3 separate regions of the Mus musculus genome follow, and all the other regions are linked to region 2. Evidence: chromatin contacts called from public ChIA-PET data. All regions are on one chromosome and are shown on one strand. Each heading gives the region's core, a stretch centred on a gene start, on an enhancer-like site or on the middle of the called end of the contact. The rest is flanking DNA. Distances are from core to core; before and after follow the strand shown.

The links. ChIA-PET counts read pairs in DNA pulled down with a chosen protein or histone mark.
Region 1: a contact with region 2 is called in an RNA polymerase II ChIA-PET map of memory CD8 T cells, with 40 read pairs. The contact joins the promoter of Osbpl11 here to the enhancer-like site in region 2. A contact is called at or near these places in 4 of 115 datasets of contacts at active chromatin or transcription factors (the SCID.adh cell line, embryonic stem cells, memory CD8 T cells and 1 more) and 1 of 9 other capture datasets (pancreatic islet).
Region 3: a contact with region 2 is called in an RNA polymerase II ChIA-PET map of memory CD8 T cells, with 14 read pairs. The contact joins two enhancer-like sites. A contact is called at or near these places in 6 of 39 promoter capture datasets (the 3T3-L1 cell line, cranial neural crest, embryonic stem cells and 2 more), 1 of 115 datasets of contacts at active chromatin or transcription factors (memory CD8 T cells) and 1 of 9 other capture datasets (adipose tissue).

Annotation. Positions count from the first base shown.
Region 1 is chr16:33,182,379-33,186,978 of GRCm38.p6, forward strand. It overlaps Osbpl11 (oxysterol binding protein-like 11), which reads left to right and starts at 2,693. Exons shown (of 13, transcript NM_176840.3): 1 at 2,693-3,622. The coding sequence starts at 3,426.
Region 2 is chr16:32,970,115-32,974,756 of GRCm38.p6, forward strand. It overlaps Lrch3 (leucine-rich repeats and calponin homology (CH) domain containing 3), which reads left to right. Exons shown (of 21, transcript NM_001081255.1): 7 at 3,766-3,859. Among named protein-coding and RNA genes, the nearest start is that of Lrch3, 58 kb to the left of the region's middle. Within about 2 kb of position 2,582, at least 44 of the 459 cell types and tissues checked have an H3K27ac peak or open chromatin away from gene starts, as enhancers often do. A contact at or near this core is called in the SCID.adh cell line, memory CD8 T cells and microglia, where this site is marked.
Region 3 is chr16:32,738,172-32,743,082 of GRCm38.p6, forward strand. All of the region lies in intron 1 of Muc4 (mucin 4), which reads left to right. Among named protein-coding and RNA genes, the nearest start is that of Muc4, 4.7 kb to the left of the region's middle. Within about 2 kb of position 2,005, at least 22 of the 459 cell types and tissues checked have an H3K27ac peak or open chromatin away from gene starts, as enhancers often do. A contact at or near this core is called in memory CD8 T cells, where this site is marked.

The DNA.
Region 1 (4,600 bases), core at 1,443-3,942, 210 kb after region 2:
TGCCTTTAGACACACCAGAAGAGGGCATCAGATCTTATTACAGATGGTTGTGAGCCACCATGTGGTTGCTGGGATTTGAACTCAGGACCTTCAGAAGAACAGTCAGTGCTCTTACCCTCTGGGTCAATCTCTCCAGCCCACTTAAAACTCTTAATCAGCTCACAGGCCCCTCCCAGTTAAAAATCTCCATGACATTCTACTGGTTAGACCTGCTGCTTGAAGACCCGGTCAGTCTAAGAGGCCAGATATGGTAGGTAGCCTTGGGAAAGTCGGGCCATGCTCCCCTAAAGTCTGTCCTTGAGACAAAAAATTGACAGGTTTCAGCTACGGCTGGAAAACAAATCATGTTTTTCTCCCTGGAAACTGAAAAAAAAAAGTTTATGGTCCTACCTGGTGCCTACTTCTGTGCCAGGAGTCAAGTAGGCTAGGCTGGCTGTCACATGGTGTGGAAAACCCTGCCACCTGCTTAGAGAACTTGGAAACCTCCTTGGTTCTGGGATTTGAAGGTTTTCCTTCAGGACTCCATCATGTGGGAGCTCTCTCTCCTAACACAGTTCTTCCCTTAGCATCCTTGTCTCTCATCCTCTCATTTTAAAAGTTATCTTGTGAGACATCCCTTTATACACGTTTTCCTTCTCTAAGTCAGGTTCTCCACCACATTTCACCGATTATCTGTTTCATTCCCCAAATCCATTTATGTATGTATGTATGTATGTATGTATTTATTTATATTCTCAGTTGTAGGGGTTACTTCCATGTTGTCCAGATGAACATAGTAAAACATGCCTTTTAGACAAGAATTCCCCTACACCCAAGGCTGATAACCAGAACCCAGTGATAGCATTCACTCACCATAACCACCAGACCCAGGACTAGGTAGACAGAGAACTCCATGTGGTTCACTTGACACTATATGAGACCAAGAGCAATGTTCTTTAGTAATAATCCAACTCTGCCTCCTGCTAAAGAGGAGATAGCCTTGAATAGAAGACTCCTCTGCTAACTGAGATATACCATAGGCCTCTGCATTCCACAGAGGCCATCATCCTTAAATCCTTTTCAGGTCACACTTTGAACAATTTAAGAGGAAATAGGAGACTGCAACTCTGGGCAAATGGGACAGTTGCACAGCAAAGTTATCATCAGGATTGTCATGGCTACTCCTGGTTGTCAACTTGACTACCTCTGGAATGAACTACAATTCAGAAATGGAGGGCACACCTGTGATCCAGATCTTGAGGCTGGAAGACAGGTTTTTGACCTGGATCTTGACATGGAGATCTTGAGCCATAGTGGCCATGAAAATCTTAGGCCCAGGCAAGGTACACACACCTTTAATTCTAGGAGACTGAGGTAAGCAAATCTTTGAGTTCAAAGTCAGCCTGGGACAAAGCAAGTTTTAGGTTCAGGTATGGTGGCACACGCCTTTAATCTAAGCCACATCTTCTACTGGAGGCCTACATCAGGACCTTGAAGAAAGAAGGTTCACTCTTCTTCAACTGATTGTACTTACTTGCTAGCAAGTCTGTTGGAATCTATTTCCACAGAAGACCAGCTTATACTAGCCTCACAGGCCTGACTTCCCACTCACAGCTGCCCATTGTTGGGTTAGTTGGACTACAGACTGTAAGTCATTACAATAAATTCCCTTACTATATAGAGACACTCCATATGTTCTATGACTCCAGAGAACCCTAAGACAAGGATTATTTCTTTTTTTTTTTTCCGAGACAGGGTTTCTCTGTGTAGCCCTGGCTGTCCTGGAACTCACTCTGTAGACCAGGCTGGCCTCGAACTCAGAAATCCGCCTGCCTCTGCCTCCCAAGTGCTGGGATTAAAGACGTGTGTCACCACACCCGGCTAAGGATTATTTCTTAAGTACACCAGTGTGGTTCTTTCAAGTAGTTGTTACCCAGGTTAATCATGCCCACCTGGTAGAGGTAAACTTTCCCTGTGCCTAGACAAAGAGTTAATGGCAGGCTGGGCCTTGCAGATGGTTGTGGTCCTGCATTGCCCCTGTGTCTTGTTTTAGGAATGCTCTTTGATGGGTATAATGGCAGGTTGTCTCCTTTTGCTGTGGGAGTGGAGCCTAACTGGAGGTCAAGCTGAGGGGATAAACAGTAAGAGAAACTTCTTCAGAGACCCCAAACTTCAATTATGGTAAAAGTTTTCTTTCTTACAGTTTGTAACAAACGTGGCAATAAACTACTTTTCTTCCAGTGTTATTGGTCCTTTTTAAGTAAGCTTATTAGTAAATCCTTTTTATATCAATCTACTTCAAGTTTCTCCAGCATCACCAAGAGCTCTAATTTCCAAGACAATTTCCTTTTCTTTAAGACGATTTACCTTAGTCCAATATCATGTTGGGTTTTTTGTTGCTCAAAAATGACTGATCAGTTATTTTTCCCCACTTTGTTCTGTAAATTCTTATTTTTTTAGGTTCCCTTAAAAGGCAAGGAATGGGGCTCCCCAAGAGAGTATAGGACCTGTTTAGCAAGACCGTTTCATTCCCTTTTTCTCCCTCCCTCCCGCCTGCTGCCTCTTTCCCCACTGCTTCTTTCAGCTCCTTCTCTCCCTTGAGGCTCCGGTCACCGCCTCCTTTCGGGATCGTCTGCCCCAATCAAAGATGGCGCCGCCGCTTCAATGCTAGCGGAAATGAGCTCACACGACACCGGAAAGGAAGGCGGGGAGAGCTAGCAGGCGGGTGGGTGACCGGCTGTGGGTGGGGCGGCGGCCCGGGCCCTGGCTCTGGCTTTTACGTTTAGGGCTAAGGAAGCTCCAGGGAGCGGTCGGCTCCTGTGAACTCCGTGGGGCTCCAGGGCTAGCGCTCTCGGAGGAGGCCACGGTGAACCCCTCGCCTCCGGCCCAAGCTCAGCGGCCTCGGAGCCCGCGTCCTGCCCGGCGGCGTCTGCCCGACCCTCCGCGGGCTTCGCGCGACCGCTCCGGCTCAGTTCGGGGCTGCGGTGGGAACCGCGGAGCTGGCTGGACAGGGCCCTTTCTCCCGAGGACCCGGCTGAGGAGAAGAAGCGGCGCGGCTGGCCCGACCCCCGAGTCCTGAGGTCAGGCCGTGGGCTCCGGGGCTCCCGGGCCGTGGACCCCGTCCTTGCCCCGCGTTCCCAGGCAGAGGATCCGCGACCTCGCCCGCGCCGCCCGGCTGCTCCTCGGAGTGTGGCACCGAGCCCTCTGGCGGGGTGATTTGTCCTCCTTGTTCTTGCTCGGGAGAGGCATCTATCTGAAGGGTACCCGTGCTCTTTAAAACTTTTAACCAAAGTGGAAATGCGTGTCCTCTTTTTCTGGACCACTGTCGATTTCCACTCTAGCCGAGGTCTGAGATCCCGTTGAGAGTAAAAAAACGAGAGAGAGAAAGGGGGAAAAGTACTTACAAAATAACTCTGCACTTGGTGTCCCTCGCCCGAGAAGGGCAGATGAACTTTGGAGTTAAGATGCAGGGAGGTGAGCCGGCATCGGTGATGAAAGTCTCCGAGAGTGAAGGGAAGCTGGAGGGCTTGGCCACAGCAGTGACCCCGAACAAGAACAGCGGCAACAGCAGCTGTGGGGGTGCCATCAGCAGTAGCAGCAGCAACAGCAGCCGCGGTGGCAGTGCGAAAGGCTGGCAGTACAGGTATGGCCCTCCAAAGTGATGTTCTGGGGTGGCTCGGAGTGTGATGGGGTCTGCATATCCCAGTTGGAAGGCCAATTCCAAAGCGGCTGATGATCTGACTTGGAGATAGAACCCTGCTTTCGTGAGCAGGATTGACTTTCTTCAGAAATTCATTCAACAGGTAATTTTTTGAGGCCCTTTGAGGAATTCAGAAATGTACCCCAGAGTTTTCTCGATTATCCAAGGGCTTATTCTTCCTCTGATTTATCTCTACACTCACTTCTGGTTTTTGCCTCTGTTGTAATCTGTTTACAAGCAAGCCTGAACGTCTCTTAGAGCAGAAACTGTGGAACTCAGCGCTTTGAGAGGCAAATGCTGGTCTTCAAAACTTGTGGAATGATTCGAGTAACAAGAGTCAGAGAAGATCTTATCCTTTGGTTGCTTGTGACTTAGAGAAGGGGAGGGACTTAAATACAGAGGCTGATAAGCAGTAGAGTGTAATCAGGCTACTTGAAAACTCTTGAAATTCTACATTTGTTAGTTTTTTTTTTTTTTTTTTTTGGTTTTTTCGAGACAGGGTTTCTCTGTGTAGCCCTGGCTGTCCTGGAGCTCACTTTGTAGACCAGGCTGGCCTCGAACTCAGAAATCCGCCTGCCTCTGCCTCCCGAGTGCTGGGATCAAAGGCGTGTGCCACCACGCCCGGCCATTTGTTAGTTTTTATTAATGTAAATGAAAAACTTGGAGAAATATCAAAAGCTTCATTTTGGTGCTTTAAAAAATATATGTATAAAGGGTTTGTAAAACAAAAAAATATATGTATATGTATGTATGTGTGTGTGTATATATATATATATATATACATATATATATATATAGTATAGGGAGAGATTACTACCCATAATTCTAAGAATGAATGGAATTAGGGCATCCTATAATGTTGGATCTACACTGATGAATACTGAAATTTTGGGTAACTGCTTGTATGTTTAATTCTAGTTG
Region 2 (4,642 bases), core at 1,332-3,831:
GTGCATTTGGAGACCTTTAGAGACAGTTAAGGAGGCTGCCGTTTATGGGTAAAAACAATGATGGCAGGCGTCTACCTAACTTCCAGGATGTATTTGTGTGTGTTACAAAGAAGCATTTGGTAAATATGGAACATACATATTTTTTCCGGCAGCTGTAGAAAGAGATTATTTACTTACTTGTGGTACTGGGGATTAAACCAATGAGTGTGTGCTGCTTAGTTTTTGTCATACTTGACACAAACTATAAAGTCATTTGGGAACAGGGAACTGTAATGAGAAAATAATGCCGCCATAATAGAATTTGCCTGTAGGCAAGTCTGTGGGGAATTTTCTTGATTACTGACTGATGTAAGAGTCTCCAGACAAATGGATAGTACACTTCTGAGCAGGCGGTCCTCAGCCGTGTGCAAAGCAAACTGAGCAAAGGATGGGGGCAAGCCAGCACGGAGCGTTCACTCCTCCATGGTCTGTCTCCACTTCAGTTCCTGCCCTGAACGGGGATGTAGGAGGATATACTAGATAAAAAAACAAACTACAGTAATGCATCTGCCAGGCACATTCTCTACCATTAAGCTATGTAACCTGCTTCCCAAAAGAATCTTTCTAGTATGGCTTATGTACTTCACTAGGTAGCTCTTACACTTGGTCACCTTGGCCTGAGTTTGCTGTGTTGAAACGCACAGGATACCTTAAGGTCTGGGCTTTCAGACAAATCTTAGGAATATTATCCAAAAAAATCTTATTCATTATACTACTTTACCAACTTTAGTGTAATGTGAATTATTAAATATAAAGTTAGAGAAATTTTTCTTTAGAAAAGTAAATTTATAATTATGCTGAGAAGTTTTTTTACTTTTTGTTTTGTTTCTGCTTTTAAGTTAAATGATCTCTGTGGGGGCAGGTAGGAAAAAAAATGCCAAAAGATAAATCTGTTTTTCATGTATATCTTTTCACACTTTGGACAGATAGATCTTTATATTATTGTCTATAAAGTAGTACCTTTCATTTGTCGTTAAGGAAATAAATTTAAGCTGGTGGTATTATCACACAACATTAATCCCAGTGCTCAGAAGGCAGAGGCAGGCAGATCTGAGTTCTAGGCTAGCCTGGTCTACAGAGAGAGTCCCAGGACAGCCAGTACTACACAGAGAAACTCTGTCTCAAAAAAAGGAAGAAAAGAAAAAAGGTTTATTAGACATAGTGCAGGGACAGCTGTCTAATAGGGAACTGAGTACTGCCCACCTGAACTCCCCTGTATCAGTATAGAAAGTGGCAAGCCTTGAAAGCTGCCTTGCCTTCACATGCAGGTCTGTTATGTTTAACAAGTGAACAGAAAGGTCCCGACTGTTTTACAGAGGTTAAGTGATAGTGTCCAGTTGTCCTTTTATGTTCTGTTACACTGTGACATGACTTTATAACTCATAAAAATTATGTTCATGAACCAAAGTAATATGGAGTATCAAAGTCACTATCAGAAGATAGTTATACAGAAGATGTTAGCTGGACATGCCTGTAACCTTAGCACTTGAGAGATGGAAACAGGAGGATCAAAAATTCGAGGCCAATTTGGACAGAATAAAACCCTGTTTTAAAAAAACAACTACCACAAAAAAAAAAAAAAAAAACACCATTTATTTTAAATTTACAATTTAAAGTTGCTTTTCTACCTAGGAAGATTTTATTAGGTAAAATACTGATGCACTAATTTTTTTAATTTGATTTGCTATTTTTTTAGATTTCTAATTAAGCTCAACTTTAAAAGTATGTTTAAAAAGAAACAATAAGTAAAGGTATAAAACTCCTGAAAGTGTACCTCTGGGGCTGGGAGACCGCTCAATTGAAAGCTTAAGGACTTGAGTTTAGATCCCCAGCACCCACCTAAAAGCCTGGGCATGGCGATTCACATCTGTAATCCTTGCACTGGGGAGGCAGAGACGGGCAGATTCCTAGAACTTACTGGCCAGCCAGTCTAGCCAACTCTGAGCTCCAGGTGCAATGCAAGACAGTGCTGGAAAATAAAGTGGGGAGTGATTGAGGAACACACACACACACTGCGGATCACAGAGACAATGGCAGCTATAAAAGAAAGAATAAGTTAGACTTCATCAAACCTGGGAGAAGCTATCCATCAGAAGAAAATGTTAGCAGCCATGGCCTGGGAAACTATTTGTAAAGCAACCTGCATCCAGATGTACAACTAATACCTGCAACTTAGTAATAAAAAAACCCAATGAGAAATGAGCTTGAAAGGACTCTTCAGAAAGAGATTTATATGGTCAGTACATACACAACAAAGTACTCAATATTGTTATTGATCACAGGAATGCAAATTAAGACTAGATATCCATACAGAGCCACAGTTGAAGAAAAGTGACATAGCAAAAGTGAGGCTGTAGAGCAGCCAGGGTGCTCAGGCACTGTTTACAGAAGTGCAGGAGCAGAGCTTTCAGACAAACAGTAACCTCTACCAGGTGGAGTGGGTAGTTCTGTGAGTTTGGGGAACTAGCTACTCATTAGCCACTGGCACAGCCAGCATGCACGACAATTCCATTTCCCCGCACTCCCTGCCCCCAGCTAAGCCAGTTCTCTTTTCTACCACAAGACCCAGCAGACAGCTGACTGCTTCTGACAGTCGGTTTGGCCTGTCTCAGGGTCTTCCATGAGTCAGGATGTGGCATCTTGCACTGCTGATGCTTAGTAAAAGATCTGAGATTCTTTGATGGTTATATGTTCCTTAGTAACTGTTACTCAAGTTTCCGTACCCATTTAAGACCTAAACACCTCAGAGCAGTCGTTTACCCTAACAACAATAACAAGGTGACCAGAATTAACTACATAGAAGTGTATGAGAACAGTTCTGGCAAATAGAAATGTCTTCTGTTGTGATAGAATTACAAAGATACAGTATTTTGTTAAGATTATACTCCTAATATTTAAATATATGTAAATTTTATTTGGAAGAATATTATTAAAGATAAAAACAAGCCAGGTGTGTTGGCACACAAATTTAATCCAGTACTCAGGGGCAGCAGCACATGGATCTTTGTGAGTTCTGGCTCATCTTTGTCTACATTATGAGTTCCAGGACATCCAAGGTGAGATAGTGAACCCTATCTCAAAACAGCACAAAATTTAAAGAGTAGCTAGCACCAGTGCTGTCCATTGGCAGAGAAAGAACACTGCCAAACTTACCCGGGGAAGTCAGGATTTCACTACTGCCAAAGCCAGATAAGGATGATGTTTGTGTGAGGACCGACCTGCATTTGCATGTGTGTGAAAGCTAGCATCATTGTGTGTGAAAGAGGATCATGAGAGTGGAGGAAGAGATCTTAAGGAAATGGAAAGAGAGGGCAGTGGAAGACCTGTGCTGAAAAGCAGAAAGGGAGAAAGAAAACAGCTAGAAGGGAGGGAGGGAGGGAGATGAACCCATGGCGACAAAGTGTGCTGGCACCAAGTATGAGAGGCTGTTAGGAGAAATCCACTGCTTGGTAAGATGGCATTAAAACTGAGTGCAGTGAAAACAAAGTTGAGCAGTGGTACTTTTCAAACTGGATACTGAGTTTGGGGCCTCGTACTATTCTGTTTACTTTGTTCCTATTTGGGATTTTCTTCTTTAAAAGTTCAGAGAATGCTCACTTAGCTCAAATATTTATGTGGCCAAGTGTCATGAGCGTGTTGGTTAATAAAATTATAACTGGTTAATTTCAAATGCTACTTTGAAAAATATAAAACCTCATAGTAACATGTAACACTTATTTTGGACAGCCATGAAGAACTGTACTCAGGCCGTCCTTACGGAGCCCTGGATTCAGGCTTCAATAGTGTGGATAGTGGTGATAAGAGATGGTCAGGGAATGAGGTAAGTGTTCTGTTCATGTGTTAAAAATCCTGATTTTGAAAAATAAATTAAATTAAGGGGAATATCTAAATTGGAATTCAATTTATTAGGTAAAATAGAGAAATGTCAAAGAGCAAAAACCCTACATAGTCCTACCACCTGGGAATTCTACACTGTTTCTTTTAAAAGCACCTTTTGCCATGTATCCTCTTTCAGATTTGTTACCCAGTCTTATGCACAGATATTCTGGAAAGCTGAGTAGGAAGTGAGGTGGTTAAAGCTGAAGCCTAGTGGCTGTGGTAACACATTTCTATAACCCTAGCTAGCTCTCAGGAGGCTGAGGCAGGAGGACCATGGTTTGAAGATAGCCTGGCCTATGCAGTAAGTTCCAGAACAGCTTGCACTGCATAGCAACTGTCTCAACCCCATGAGAAGCCCTGACATCCATGTGAGGGCCAGGGTGGTCTGCGGCGGAGATGGTGATAGAATGGGTGTGCTGGAGGCTGGGAAAGTGCGCAGGACTGGACACTGATGGGTGAGGAAGGGGAACCTGAGCTTTAAGTGACAGCTCAAAAGTGGAGTCCTCTCCAGCAGGCACTGGCTGGAGCCCCACAGAAGGTGGCACAGCTCAGTGAGTTCATTCACATGCCACAAATTGCATGGGTTCTTGTTTTGATTAATTAATTCTATTAGAGTTTCCAATGAAATCCATTGCTTTGTAAAATTACTAGGATATATTTTAACTACCAATTAAAGGACTACACGTTTGCTAGAGGTGCTGATAACAGCCATTTTATAACACTG
Region 3 (4,911 bases), core at 755-3,254, 230 kb before region 2:
CCAGGGTGCGGGCGGTGGAGAAAACAGAGGGCGTGGCCAGAGAAGGAAAGGGGGATGATTCAGAGAGATGACCCATAGAAGTGTGACATGTCCTGGAACTGGGTCCTGTGGTGACAGGAGCAGAGCCAGGAGGGTCGGAGGGAGAGGCAGTGAAACTTAGAGTCAGAGGTGGGACATGATGAAGGGCTTCATGGGAAAATCCAGTCATTAGGCTGCCTAAGGCAGCTTCTGAGAGGTCCTTCCAGCTCCTGGAGGGGTCTACGAAGGCCCCACACATGTCTGGGTCTAAGCTGTCCGTTCACACTTGTTGGCACAAGACATCCCAAGACCAAGTTCTCAGCGCAAAGGAGATTTATTTGCCACAGAGGGACAGAGGTCAGGGAATAAGAGACAAAGCCCTGGAGATATCAGACGGAAGAAGAAGGGAAAGGGAAGGGTGGAGAGGGGGAAGGGATATTTGTTCTGTGGTGGGGGCAGGCAAAAGAGTGTCTCTAGATAGAGAGGAGACAGACGTGGCCCATAGGCAAATGACGATTTATAAAGGTAAAAGGGGAAACCCTGTGCTAGGATGAGGTGTTTAATTTTGATTGGATATTTTAATTTGGTGAACCAAGAGTGTGTTTTGATTGCCAGATTCAATACTTTGATAGCTGGACCTTGGTATAGTCAGCCTCAGGAGAAGGAAGTGTTCAAATAAGGGAATGAATGGACCTTGAGGGCTAGCTTTAGGAATATAATCTAAAGGTAGAAGGAATGAAGGAGACGGGCTAGGCCCGCCAGGGTCCTGTTTGCCTGTGTTCAGGCTAGCTGGAGTCCCTCCAGGCTAGACCTTTCGCCACCTCTGAAGAAGGTATTGAAGTCGTTGGCTCCGGGTCAGATAGAAAGCTCAGTGCTTCTACAGAAGAGGTCCTTCCTGGTAGAGCCTGGGCTCCAGAGTGAAAGTTCTGGAAAGGTGAGGACAAAGGTGGACCAGACAGGGAGCGTAACTCTGTGACTTCTGTCAGGAATGACTCACGAGGAAGCCCGGCAGCTATGCTTCCCATTAGGACCGTCAGTGACCTAGTCACAGAGGTGACAACGCTGCTTTGAGTGGCCACTGGGAAGATAGGAGGTCATTGCTAATGCAGGATGGAGACGAGACCCTTGGCCACAGGATACACAGGGAAAAGGGCATCCTTGGCCTTCTTTTAGAGAGCATCCAATCTTTTCGTTGGGTTAAGAAAGTGCCCCCCCCCCCCCAGCCTGCAGCCAAGGCTGAAACTCCACAGGCACATCTGTCCCCTCCTGCCCTGAGGTCCCCCACCCCTGCCCAAGGACATTCAGAAGAAGAGGATCTTTGTACAGGATAGTCTGTCGAGGAAAGCAAAGAGATGCAGGCGAGGGACTCAACAATAGATGTGACTGTAGAAGAGCTCGGCAGCCAGGCAGCAGAGGCAAAGGTCTGTGGCCGGACAGTCTCAGCGTGCTAGATGGCAAACGAGTCTAAAGGAAGGGACTGTAGTGTAGCATCGTCACGAGGATAAATTGAGATAGCATCAAGAAGGGCCTGCAAACATCTTTGAAAGGGTTCCTTCTGATGGGGGTGGGGTGGAGTTAGCAGGCAGGGAGTACAATGGAGCCAGGAAGTAAAGTGGACACCTCTGTTGGCTCAAGTGGCAGGTCCCTACACCTCAGGAACTACCCGTCCTGTGCGCTTGCATGTACTGCCTTGCTTTGCTTCAAATGTGCCTTATTGCCTGGACAGACTCAAAGGCCCCCTACCTCTGCCCGCAGGACCAAACTCTGACTGCTGTTTCTGCAGGTCCTTTCTTTTGGGCAGTCTCCTCCATGCCCTGACCTCTGAGGGAGGATGGTCAAGCCACTGTTTAACAAATAAGTGGCTTGTGTCTTTGTTGCCAGGAGAGGCTGAGAAGTAGTTGACCTTTTCCATGCTCAAAGGAGTGGTCTTTGCTACTGTGTTTGCTACTTTGTTTTCTGGTTTCTTGGTGGGTTGAATACCTCACAAAGACATGCAAAGTAGTCTCAGGGGCCTCTTCGCTCTAGACTGGGACTAACACTCTGTAGGCCCAGGCTCCTCCTAGTTTCAACCTTTGCCCTCAAGATGGGTCTTTCTGTTCGGCTCAGCTCATCCTTTCTCTAGCGTCTACTCAGTTGCTGCTCCAAACGAGTGTGATTTGTCGGCACCTCACATGTTGAGAAACAGGGCAGTTGTGCCACACAAATGTCAGCAATGGTGGCTGTTCTCACAACGGACCCTGGCCCGTGTGGTAGGCATCTCTGTCCTCTCCGTGTGTGTATGTTTCAGAACTCACAGGCATTGACTCTGTACTTTGGACTTCAAACAGTGCCTTGTGGTGAATTCAGGAGATGAAGGCAATTCAGGCTTTGAAGCTGCTCACTTCCTGAAAGCCTGCTCAGGCCAGTGACTTCACACACTAAGATGGAGAAGTCATAGTCCTTGCCTCCCAAAGCTCTCTAACTTAGGTGATCTGTTTCAAGTCACACTGCCCAGAAAGTAAGGCAGCTGGGACAAGAAACAGGTTTCCTTAGCCACAGAAATGCTGACAAGAGAGAACCATCATTCACTTATTTGTTACTTTAAAGGGTGACCTAAGGTTGGACTCTAAGTGCCTGACATTGTTCTCAGGTGCCCCTTATGTGCACAGTGAAGAATAAAACAGTCCCTGGAGCTAAGAGCTTGCCAACTGCAAACTGGTATTAAATAATTACAGAAATGTTCCCCAGGGAGGGATGAGGATAAAGGAGGTGTTGAGAGGGCTTGGTTTAGACTGGACCTGGGATGGGCTGTCTGAGTAACTGCTGTGTGTATGAGCTGAGCCCTGATGGTTGAAGAGGAAACACAGGGAGCGCGTGCCAGGCACGAGTCGACAAGGCAAGAGCATGTGGGGCATTCTCAGAGACAGGCCCATTGGGGGCTTAGAGAGGTGGCAGGAGCTGTATCCTGCAGGTCCGAGAGCTGTGGGATGGATTCTGGATTCTGAGTAACTAATGCGGGCAGGCAGTGAGGCGACACACGCAGGCTTTAGAAAGACCTTTTGTCCTGGATACTGCGATTGAAAATGGACAGAGCCGTGTAGCAGTGGGATAAGAGGACAGCCAGGAGTCAGGGAGGCTCCAGGCAGAAGATGCTGGCATGGTGGTGGCATAGAGACCCAGAAAGAATGAAAGACCCAGCAACTGACATTCTAGCAAGCCTGCAGAGACACAGAAATGAGGCGGCACCAAATGTCGCTTGGTGAGCTTGGACAGAGACTAACGACTTCACGTACTTTGCCTCTCTGGTGTTACAATCTCTGTCACTGTCCCAGTTTCATAGGTAAGTACCCCAAGCCTCGGGGGAATCAGATAATTTGCCAGAGTCACACGGCAAATGTTCGTCAGCATAACTCTAGGTGTCAGCTCATAGTCACGTCATGGACTCATTGGTTTCTGCCATTTCCTGTCCACATCTTGCTCAGAAAGAACCTTATTAGGACCAGCCAAAAGCACTGTGCCTGGCAGGAGTCACAGCAGGCAAAGCCACCCTGTTTCTCCCTTCCCTCCATCCCAAGTCATAGAGTCCCCGAGTGGAGGGCAAGGGAACTGGCCAAATCAAAGGTCAGATTCATTGTCCCCGCCTCCTAGAGCGCTTTTGTTTCCCCTCATTAGTGGGTGGAGCCATATTCTCTGTACCGACATTAACACTGTAGATCTGCATCATCAAGGAAGACCTTCCAAAATCCACACCTCACAGCAGACTCTAAAACAAGAGAATCCACCCTTCTTTCCAGCTACATCTGCTAGAGCCATCAAACAAGGCCAGCCAGCCAGTGGCTTTTTCACCTGGGGTGTCGTTGCCTTGGGTGAGGCCCTCTTAGCTCACTTCTCCCAGTATGTGGGACACTCCAGGACAGTATTTGAAGCACCAAGACCCCCCGACAACCACAACCTCCACGTGCCAATCCAGTGCCTACTCTCAGAAGTTTGACCTCCAGTCTCCGCCTTCTTGGTTTTACAGTTTGCCTAGCTTAGCTCCCATCTAAGGTGGGCATAGCCACCCAGCCTAAGATTGCTCTTGGGTTCTTCAGCTACTAATAGCAAATATGCTAAGGGAAGGGCACACTTCTCAGGCCTCATAACTATCTTGTGGGCCTCTTCCTAGTACTAAGGTTATTGTGACAATCGCAGGAGCTATGGGTGCCACCTCATTCTCCCTCCAACCTCACTGACAGAACTAAAAGGCTAGGGCCTGGGGAGTGCGTGCAAAAGATGTCGATGATGTCATTCTAGTCTGCTCCAGGTGATCTGCCAGACTCTCTCGAGTATTTCGATTTAGTCTCCTTCCTTGTCTTGAATTCTAGGACAGATAAAAGAAAGACACACCGTGGTGCATGCAATACCCGTCAGTCTATTCAAGGCTGATATGCACACAGAGGGTGGAAGGCTGGCCCTCCCTCCCTCAACTTCTATACACTTTCCAACTCATTTACTGCTAAAAAAATGCTACCGTTGGGTTCTCTGCTTGGACTCTACTCTCTCCCAGGCAACCCTGCAAAGAGATCGCCAGCCAAGAAAGAGCATTGAGGAAGTGAGGGGGATTGTGGGAAATTTGGTTTATGGGGTTGTCACCTCTAGATCCAGGAGAAAAACCCAAAACAAACAGAGAAGGTGCTAAGACGCAGCCTCAGCCCACAGAGCATGCCAGGTGAAGCACATTTTCTCTCTGTGGTGTGACACTCCACCCCACTGGAATGTATTCTTCTGTCCTCTACACCCCTGCTGCCACCACTCCCCCTGAATCAACAGCACACCCATCACCTTCTCATGACTGTAGAGTCACCAGAGGGCCACTGAGAAGAGTGATGACCATTTTCACTTTCAACCTCACCATCCCTGGAACCCTGAGAGGCA